2 separate regions of the Sus scrofa genome follow, and region 1 is linked to region 2. Evidence: chromatin contacts called from public promoter capture Hi-C data. All regions are on one chromosome and are shown on one strand. Each heading gives the region's core, a stretch centred on a gene start, on an enhancer-like site or on the middle of the called end of the contact. The rest is flanking DNA. Distances are from core to core; before and after follow the strand shown. Region 1 holds the start of LOC100511376 (E3 SUMO-protein ligase RanBP2). Region 2 holds the start of STARD7 (stAR-related lipid transfer protein 7, mitochondrial).

What was found. Promoter capture Hi-C pulls out the DNA fragments that hold promoters and counts their contacts.
Region 1: a contact with region 2 is called in a promoter capture Hi-C map of fetal liver, with 2.3 times the contacts expected there. The contact joins the promoter of LOC100511376 here to the promoter of STARD7 in region 2. A contact is called at or near these places in 1 of 5 promoter capture datasets (fetal liver) and 1 of 2 datasets of contacts at active chromatin or transcription factors (alveolar macrophages).

What each region holds. Positions count from the first base shown.
Region 1 is chr3:47,599,737-47,604,694 of Sscrofa11.1, reverse strand. LOC100511376 (E3 SUMO-protein ligase RanBP2) reads left to right here and starts at 3,367. Exons shown (of 30, transcript XM_021087106.1): 1 at 3,367-3,546. The coding sequence starts at 3,475.
Region 2 is chr3:46,991,077-46,995,668 of Sscrofa11.1, reverse strand. STARD7 (stAR-related lipid transfer protein 7, mitochondrial) reads right to left here and starts at 2,961. Exons shown (of 8, transcript XM_003124844.6): 1 at 2,185-2,961. The coding sequence starts at 2,507. The region is part of intron 4 of TMEM127 (transmembrane protein 127); the gene reads right to left.

The DNA of each region.
Region 1 (4,958 bases), core at 2,118-4,617, 610 kb before region 2:
CCGGAAAGCTGAGAACCCTCCACTTGTTAAAAGTCAAAGGTACAGTCATATGTTTTCAAGACAAAGGATGGTACATCCAAGCGACACACTGATTGATATTTTACATGAAGTTCACCAAACATAAATAGTCCTGCTGAGCACATACAAAGGGCAGCGGGTCCCCATGACCTCCTACAGAGCTAGAAAAGAACACTAATTATTATTATTATTATTATTTGCATCGTTCAGGTCAAATCAAAGTTCCCCAGCCAGGAAATGAACCTGTGCCACAGCATCGACAGTGACAACTCTGGATCTTTACCCCTCTGCACCACAAAAGAACTCCAAGAAAGCTATTCTTTTAAGAAGTTAACATTGCCAGCTCAGGAAAAACAGGGAAAAATGATTTTTACCTTCGAGTGGGTACTCCCACTTTTTTTTTTTCCTTGCAGCATGTGGAAGTTCCTAGGGCAGGGATGGAACCCAAACCACAGCAGTGACAATGCTGGATTCTGGATCCATTGAGCCACCAGAGAACTCCTGAAAGCAGAAGTTTCGTTTTGTCTTTTTAGGGCCACCCCCATTGCACATACAGGCTCCCAGGCTAGGGGTCAAATCAGAGCTGTAGCCACCAGCCTATACCACAGCTCACGGCAACTCCGGATACTTAACCCACTGAGCGAGGCCAGGGATCAAACCCTCATCATCATGGATACTAGCCATTTTCGGTTCCACTGAGCCATGATGGAAACTCCTGAAAGCAGAAGTTTTTAAATGAAAATTATGTCCAAGAACAAACCATAACGTTGGTGGCAACAAGCAGTCATGTTGGTTCCTCCTGTTTTCTGAGGTTGTCTATGAACATTTTAATCTTATCATGTCTTCCAAGTTCAGTCATGAGAATTTTCTTAGGGCTACCTACAAAGCAGTCTTTTAGGTTTACTAGAGAATGATACAAATTTAGAAGCTGAGAAAATGATGGGATGAACTGACAGTATTATCAATGATTCTGAAGAAAAAAATGAATCATATGATACATGAAAGAGAATGTGTCTGCCACGGATGACAATCTGCCACAAGGACAGAGGGGCTTGAGTGGAAAAAAAAAAAAATGAGTTTGATCAGCTTCAGTGCTGGGTGCCCGTCAGTTAATTAATTCAGAAGTTGAGGGCTCAGATTAATCAGGTAAAACTGGCTAATAAAAAAAAAGTCGTAAGCCAGATATTTCTATGGTTTCAACTCTCATTTGAATTAAATTTGCAAGGCATCAACATGAGTGATTGAGGCATTAAAGTGGCATCTGACAACTTGCAAAGAACATTAGTTAGCTGTGTGATTCAGAGGAATTGCTTGTGAGAATAAGTTTGGATGGAACTGGTCCATGCTGAGAAAAGAAGGGACATCTTCCTGGAGAAGAATGTTCATTTTTAAAGCCCAGCAGAAGAGACTCATCCCCCCATTTGGCAAAAACCAAGGTTTCAAAGCATAATAAATGTACTTAAGGAAAGCCTTTTTTTTTTTTTTTTCTCTTTTTAGGCCACACCCATGGCATGTGGAGGTTCCCAGGCTAGGGGTTGAATTGGAGCTGCAGCTGCTGGACCACATCACAGCCACACAACGCAGGATCCTTAACCCACTGAGCAAGGCCAGGGATCGAACTTGCAATCTCATGGTTCCTAGTCACATTCGTTTCCCCTGTGCCATGACGGAAACTCCAAGGAAAGCCTTTTGAGAACGTCAAGATTTTCTCTTCAGCCTACTTCTTTTCTGTATCTTCAACTACAGCAGATTAAAAGTAGTCATTTTACTAGGTGTGCTTGGGAAAATTGCTTGACCATTCACGCCCTTTGTTTCTTTATAGGTCAATTTATGCACAATAATAAGAGTAACTTCACGAAATTGCTGGGAGAATCAAATGAAATTCACTTGCAAGTAAGCTTTGGCTATTATCACCAACACTGTCCACAAGGCTTATGACAGCCAAGTTGCCACAGAACCCAGTCCTACGACTTCACCTGCAGGCTGGGCATCTCCACTTGAATACACAAATGGAAACTCAGGTGAAATAAATCAACACCTAAAGTGAGATATTCCATCCAGGACCAGTTTTCTTTACACTGTACTTCCGTTAATTATGCCAATCCCAGTAGCAACCTCACAATTGATCCTGAACCCAGTTCCCTCTGCTTACAGCTCAACAGGCCAGTACATCGGGATACTGAGGCCAGGAATAATGACTTTAATTGGAAAGCCGGCAGACTAGTGTCTCAAAAAAACCATCTTGCCTTTCTCTGAATTCAGGTTCCTTTTGTACAGAGAAAGGGGAGGGGGAGAGGCCAGTGGTCACTCACCAATGGTCCCTTGCTTGGGGGAAAGGCCCACTGCAATGCTGACCTGAGGCTGAGCAGGACCACTAAAGTTCACCCACTAACAGTGGCTTGTTTACAGAATCATTCCTGCCTTAGTACTCTTATTCATATCCAAAATGACTGAAATGAAATAGGACGGGCTGATTTTCCCTCTTTACAGAGGCAGTAATTGGTCATTGCCAAGTTTGGAAAATGGGAGTTCCCATTGTGGCCCAGCAGTAACAAATCTGGCTAGTATCACAAATACCATGAGGGCTCCGGTTAGATCCCTGGCCCTGCTCTGTGGGTGTTGCCTGAGCTGTGGTGTAGGCTGGCAGCTGGAGCTCGGATTTGACCCCTGGCCTGGGAAGTTCCATACGCCGCAGGTGAGGCCCATAAAAAGCCAAAAAAAAAAAAAAAAAAAAAAAGAAGGAAGTTTGGAAAATGGAAAAATAAAAAAGGATAGATTCTAAGTGGCCAGGCGACTTTTAAGTGTTGGATAAAACCATAAAGTCTATAAGCAAAAAATAAAAATAAACCATAACTATAAATTCTAAACTCCCTGTATACACTGATGTGATCTGCTGAAATCTGAAACCTACTGAAAACACCTTATTTTTGCTTTGTAAGGCTACACCCAAGGAATACTGAAATTCCCAGGATAGGTGCTGAATCAGAGCTGTAGCTGCCCGCCTACACCATGGCCACAGCAACGCGGCATCCTTGTACCATTGAGCTAGGGCAGGGATCGAACCGGAGCCCTCATGAATATTGGTCGGGCTCTTTTCTATGGAAGCACAACAGGAGCTCCGGAAGACGCTTTCTAAACGCCTACGACTGGCGCCGAGGTGTGACTGTTAGGAACGTCCGTGGGTTGGACCAGTCCCCGTCGCCTCGTTGTCACTACGTCACCTTCGCATTCCCGCGCACCTCGCTAGCATAGTCACCACCGAACGCCGGCGCCCGAGGGCCTGCGCGGCGCACAGTGATGACGCAACACGCACGTACGCACGCATGCACGCACGCGTGTCTGCCCCTCGCCGGCTACGGAGCTGCGTCACGGACCTTCGGGCGCCGAGCTCCTGAGACGGCGGCAGCTGCGGCCTCGGCGCTGGCGTCCCTCGCGCGGACCCCGCTCGGCGGCGCGATGCGGCGTAGCAAGGCGGACGTGGAGCGGTACATCGCCTCAGTGCAGGGCTCCGCTCCGTCGCCCCGAGAGGTGAGCGGGATGGGCGCGCGGCCTCCGGGCGGGCCGCGGCGCCATGGCTCCCACTGAGGCGCGGCCGGCGCGCGGGGGGCGGGGAGGCGGCGGGCGGGCGTTGGCGCGGCGCTCCCTTCTGCTTTTCCTTCTCCTTCTCTTCCTCTTCGTCCTCTACGGCGCCCGGCCGGCCCCGCTGTGCCCACTGCCCGGGCTCCACGCCGAGGCGCTGCCGCTTCGGCGCGGCCGCCTCGCCATCCCTCACACTCTGCATTGGAAGCTGCTTTTGCCGACTTTCGTTTTCCCGCTGGGTCGCGGGGGTTCTGAGTTCCTTCCCGGGCCTTATTGCTGGGGTAGACGTAGATGTCTCTTAGGGTACTTCCCCTTGTTCCCACGTAGGGAGTTGGCCACATCGTGGATCCGACCGGACGTGGTGCCTAGAGGGGACGGGGACGGGGACGGCGAGTAGGGGGTGGGCGCAGGATCCCGAGTCACTTCCCTGGGGTGGAGTCATAGCTATGCTGGACACAGGCTGTGGGATTTGAAGCAAGTTCTGTTTATTTCGTTAATAGGGCGGAATCAGGCTACTGATAGGAGTTTTTAGTATGTCCCGTGTTAAACATTAACGGAAGTGTTTAGCGCATTAAGTGCTCGCAGTAGATATGGGTGTTAAAGTACAGTCATTTAAGGTGTTCCGGGTAGGGGAACTTCCATATGCTGCGGGCCTGGCTCTTAAAAATAAATAAATAAATACATAAAAATGGAAAAGAAAGGTGTTTTTTTTTTTTTTTTTTTAGTGCCATCTTGACAGTTGTGTATTGCTGTTGTCATAAACTTCCTCTGTCTTTCAAATTATGAATTCGTGGGAGGTCCCTGGTAGCCTAGTGGTTAAGGATCTGGTGTCACTGCTGTGGTTCAGGGTCAGTCTCTAGCCCAGGAACTCGCGCATGCCGCGAGGATCAACGCAGGATCCAAGCCACATCTGCAACCCACACCGCAGCTCACTATACCGCAGCTCATTTAAAAAAAAAAAGTATGAATTTGTGGGTTGGGGAAGAAAGGCTCTGTATATTCAATTCTGGTGTATTCCTCTTTTTGCTTTTTATTTATTTAGTCTTTTTAGGGCCGCATCTGCGGCATATGGAGGTTCCCAAGCTAGGGTCCAATCGGAGCTGTACCTGCCAGCCTAGCCAGAGCCACAGCAACGCCAAATCCCACCACGTCTGCGACCTACACCACAGCTCCCGGCAACTCCAGATCCTCAACCCATTGAGTAAGGCCAGGGATCAAACCCTCAACCTCATGGTTCTTTGCTTTTTAAAATCGTTTCTTGCTAACTACAGTTCTATCCTTCTTGACCTGTTTTTCTCGGGTGTTTAAGATTCCTGAATGAAGGTTAAGACTGTCTGTAGTTCGAGTACATACTATTAAGG
Region 2 (4,592 bases), core at 1,712-4,211:
CGCTTCAGTAGTTGGATTAGAATCAAGAGTATTTCAACTGTCTGATTTCTTTCTGCCACTGTCGGTAGTGACTACTGACTCAAATGTTTACCACATCTGTCTCCTATCTTGTTTTCCCCCTCCAGTTCCTGCAAATGGGAGACCTACTACTAAACAGAGGCCCTAGGACACATCTTCCATAAAAATACATTAAGTAAGAAGAGGAATGGCATCTACCACCTCGGCCCCAACACTATTCAACCCCTACCCCCAAAACATCCGCCCTGTTTTGCACCTAGGAACCCTTTCCTAGTCTTTCTCCTCTTTCCCAAACAGCTCCAACTGGGAATTTTCCCCTCAAGCTTCAATTATGGAGTGTGAGTATTTCACCGTCAAAAACAGAATGAAAATTCAAACAAATAACCGGTAATTTCTCAATTTAAAAGTTCCCTTCACGGAGTTCCCGTCGTGGCGCAGTGGTTAATGAATCCGACTAGGAACCATGAGGTTGCGGGTTCGGTCCCTGCCCTTGTTCAGTGGGTTAAGGATCTGGTGTTGCCGTGAGCTGTGGTGTAGGTTGCAGACGTGGCTCGGATCCTGCGTTGCTGTGGCTCTGGCTAGGCTGGCAGCTTCAGCTCCGATTCGACCCCTAGCCTGGGAACCTCCATATGCCGCAGGAGCGGCCCAAAGAAATAGCAAAAAAAAAAACCACACACACAAAAAAGTTCCCTTCCCATAAATCCTTTTATTTCTCACACCTGAGAACACCTTTAGACCAAATGAACTAGCAAAAGACCACTAACAGAAACTAGGCAACCCACCTATCATGCTTTGTTAGCTTGGCTGTTTGTAGTTCCTATTTTATTTTTATTTATTTATTTATTTTGTCTTTTCTAGGGCCGCACCAGCGGTATATGGAAGTTCCCAGGCTGGGGGTCTAATCAGAGCTGTAGCCACTGGCTTACGCCACAGCCACAGCATCTCGGGATCTGAGCCACATCTTCGACCTACACCACAGCTCACGGCAACGCCGGATCCTTAACCCAGTGATTGAACCTGCAACCCCATGGTTTCGAGTCAGATTCGTTAGCCACTGAGCCACAACTGGAATTCCCTGGTTACAATTTTAAACTGCATTTACAAAACAGTCATCTTTCCTGCTAGGAAAAGTATCATTAGCTCTTGAGATACACTTGCATTTACCTACAACTCAACAGTGTTGCACAAACAGCTGCTTGGCATCTGAGTGCTACACCTCCAAACAGATCACAGTGCTATTTTTACTGAAGTATTTCCACTTTTAGTCTAACCAAAAATGTGGAATTAACAGAAGAAATAGCTGGAATAAACAGATTTGCATGGAAAGGTCTTGAAATCACAGTTTCAGAGTTTAGGGGGCAGGGTGTGTGTGTGTGTTTGTGTGTGTGTGTATAGAAAAAGCACAGTTTAAGAATATCTGTTAGAAAGTACAGTGACAAGCAAGATCCGAAGCCAGGTCTCCCTATGATATTATGTGAAAATTGTAAAGGTTCAGTTCAGAATGACCGATTAATACATTCGATCAATGGTTCTGCACTTTTCAGAGGTTTTGATGATGACAGTGTGATTTCAGAGCCTAATGAAACAGTACTCCCAGAGTTCTACTGGAAGTAGCAAATAAACTGACCTAGTTCTTCCAGGTTAAAATGTCTGGGCTACAGGTACGTTCGGGGAGGGCCAAATCGATTCCAGCATCATAACTCTGACATGAGTCACAATGACAAAAGAGCTCTCCTAGCCTTCCTCACGAAATTCACTTAGAATGAAGTAAATTTGTAAACTGCATAATTATTATTACACTTAGGTCAAAATTAAAACCTGCTTGGAATTTGCATTTTTCCAGATGTGTTAAAGATCTCGTGAACAGTAGCCTACATGTCTTCCATACCAATTTTTCACAATGTTATTTTAGTGTCTTGCTTCCCCAAGTCTCCCTCTTCCACTACGCCTTACACTTCGTGATTTCCAACTCGACAAATCAAATTAACACATAGCAATAAAGAAACAAGGCCGGCTACAATAGGAGCAAGCTACTTGCATCGTCACTTCCAGTACCACCGGGTCCACGGGAGAACCGGTAAGGCAGGCCCCACGGTCTAATGTCCCCACCTCCCAACCTGACCGGCCCCGCCCCAGGGAAAGGCACGACCTCGCCACTGAGCCCACCTCTGCAACTCCTCCTCCTGGATCCTCTCCTCGTCCCACACGAACACGCCGGCGAGCGCCGCCATCAAGGCAGAGGCATGGCCCGGGCGCCCCCGCAGCCGGCGCCAGAGGCGGCCGAGAAGGACGCGGCGCGAGCTCTCCGAGTACAGGCGGCCGTAGAGCTGCGCGATCTGCTGCGCCCGCCGCACGCGCAGGCCCGTCACGAAGCTGCACTGATTGGCCAGCAGGGAGAGCAGGCCCCCGCCCCGCGCCCCCGCGCGCCCGGCCGCCGCCGCGCCCACCAGCCAGGCGGCCAGGCTGGCCGGCGGCCTCCTCGGAAACATGCCGACCGCGCGCCCCGCAGGCCCCTGTACCCTCTGCGCTTGCCTCGCGCCCGGAGGCAGGCGAAGTCTCGCTCGCAGAGCAAAAGAACGAGCCTGGGAGGGCGCAGAGCGACCTTCCGCCAAGTTCCCCTAACTGGCCGGCCCCGAGCTCGTCTCACGGTCTAACAGGTCGTTCATCTCTCTCGGCAGAAACCGCTGAGGAGTAGGTCAGCGCACCAGCCGCGGGGGCGGGCCCGCGACCGTGGCAGGAGGCGCTCCGGAGTTCGGGCTGGTGCCCGGGTGGGCGACGGCAGTTCAGTTCTGTGGGCCCCCTACCACCTCGGCGTCTTCAGGCTGGCGCCAGAGGCCGCGGTGCAAGGCGCGCGGGAAGCAGCGAGGCTGGCGGCGAGGTCTCGCGCATTCCGCGTCAGCCACATGCACCCCCAGCCTGCAACCTTCTCCGGGCTCCACCGCCCGGCCCTGATTGGGCGCGGCCCAGACTCTCGGTGCTGATTGGCGGAGTCAAGTGCTCGTCACCTCCCCTTCCCACCCCTTCGCGGGGCGCGCCGGGACCCCTCACTAGCAAGGTAGGTGGCGCGGTGGCAAGAGCTAGTCAAGGGCGCCTCAGAGATTGACCATCGGACCCCGCCGCCGCCATCTTCTGTCCACCCGACCCCGCCCCCCGAGGGGGCGCGGCCAGGTTCCTGTTACTACCCTGCGCGGTGCTAGTTCCGCTGTTCTGGGCGGCCCGAAGCCACCGTCTCGTTCACTGATTTGAGTCCAGGGTGGGGTCGGGTCTCTGCATTGCCTCTGCGGGGCCATTGGGGTGTCCAGGTTAGGAAGCCGGGAGCGGGACGGCGTAGACGCCTTTGGTGAATGGAGACCTTTCCTGGGCCTCCCCCGCTGCTCTTCCCGACCTGACCGAACCCCCGAGACCGCCTCCCAGAGTCTGAGTCTGAGCACTCAGTCGTCCCTCTATGAACCCTCGACGCGAGAGTGGGCCAGTGTGACATGCTGGGAACCCAGAACACTTTCCAGATTGCTGCGTGGGCAGGTGGCCCGTCGCAGTCTGGAAATGCAGTAGCCCTTTGATAAAGGGCAGCAGAATGGAGTTAAGTGGGGCAGATGCTCCTGGTCAAGTGTCCCTCTTTGACCCAACAAAGGTGGCCTAAAACCTATTTTGCACCACCCATGAACAACCTGGCTAAAAGATCTTATGGGCATTAAATTGCTATTCTAGGAGTTCCCGTCGTGGCGCAGTGGTTAACGAATCCGACTAGGAACCATGAGGTTGCGGGTTCGGTCCCTGCCCTTGCTCAGTGGGTTAACGATCTGGCGTTGAGTGAGTGAGTGAGTCCACCGTGAGCTGTGGTGGTGTAGGTTGCAGACGCGGCTCGGATCCCCCGTTGCTGTGGCTCTGGCGTAGGCCGGTGGCTACAGCTCCGATTCAACCCCTAGCCTCCATATGCCGCGGGAGCGGCCCAAGAAATAGCAACAACAACAAAAGACAAAAAGACAAAAATAAATAAATAAATTGCTATTCTATGCCCAACCTCACTAAAACGAAATGGCTGGATGTCTAAAAATAGCAAGGCCTTACAAGAGACTGTTTCCTTAATGTCTTAAAGCTTATATTAAGTACCTTATTGACAAACAAAATACTGTAAAAAGATATCTTCGTGTGAAAGACTGCTCACTCCAAGGCAGTGCAATTAGAAGTTTTACTCTTAAAGTACCTTTTTGAGCAATTTTGTGTGTTCTTTTTCTTTTTTTTGTCTTTTTGCTATTTCTTGGGCCGCTCCCGCGGCATATGGAGGTTCCCAGGCTAGGGGTCGATTCGGAGCTGAAGCCACTAGCCTATGCCAGAGTCACAGCAACGCGGGATCCGAGCCGTGTCTGCAACCTACACCACAGCTCACGGCAACGCAGGATCCTTAACCCACTGAGCAAGGGCAGGGACCGAACCCGCAACCTCATGGTTCCTAGTCAGATTCGTTAACCACTGTGCCACGACGGGAACTCCAATTTTGTGTGTTCTTAATAAAAGATATTTCTCCAAAAAGAAAATGTTTTACTGAGAGCTAAAATTTAGATCTATTCAGGCTG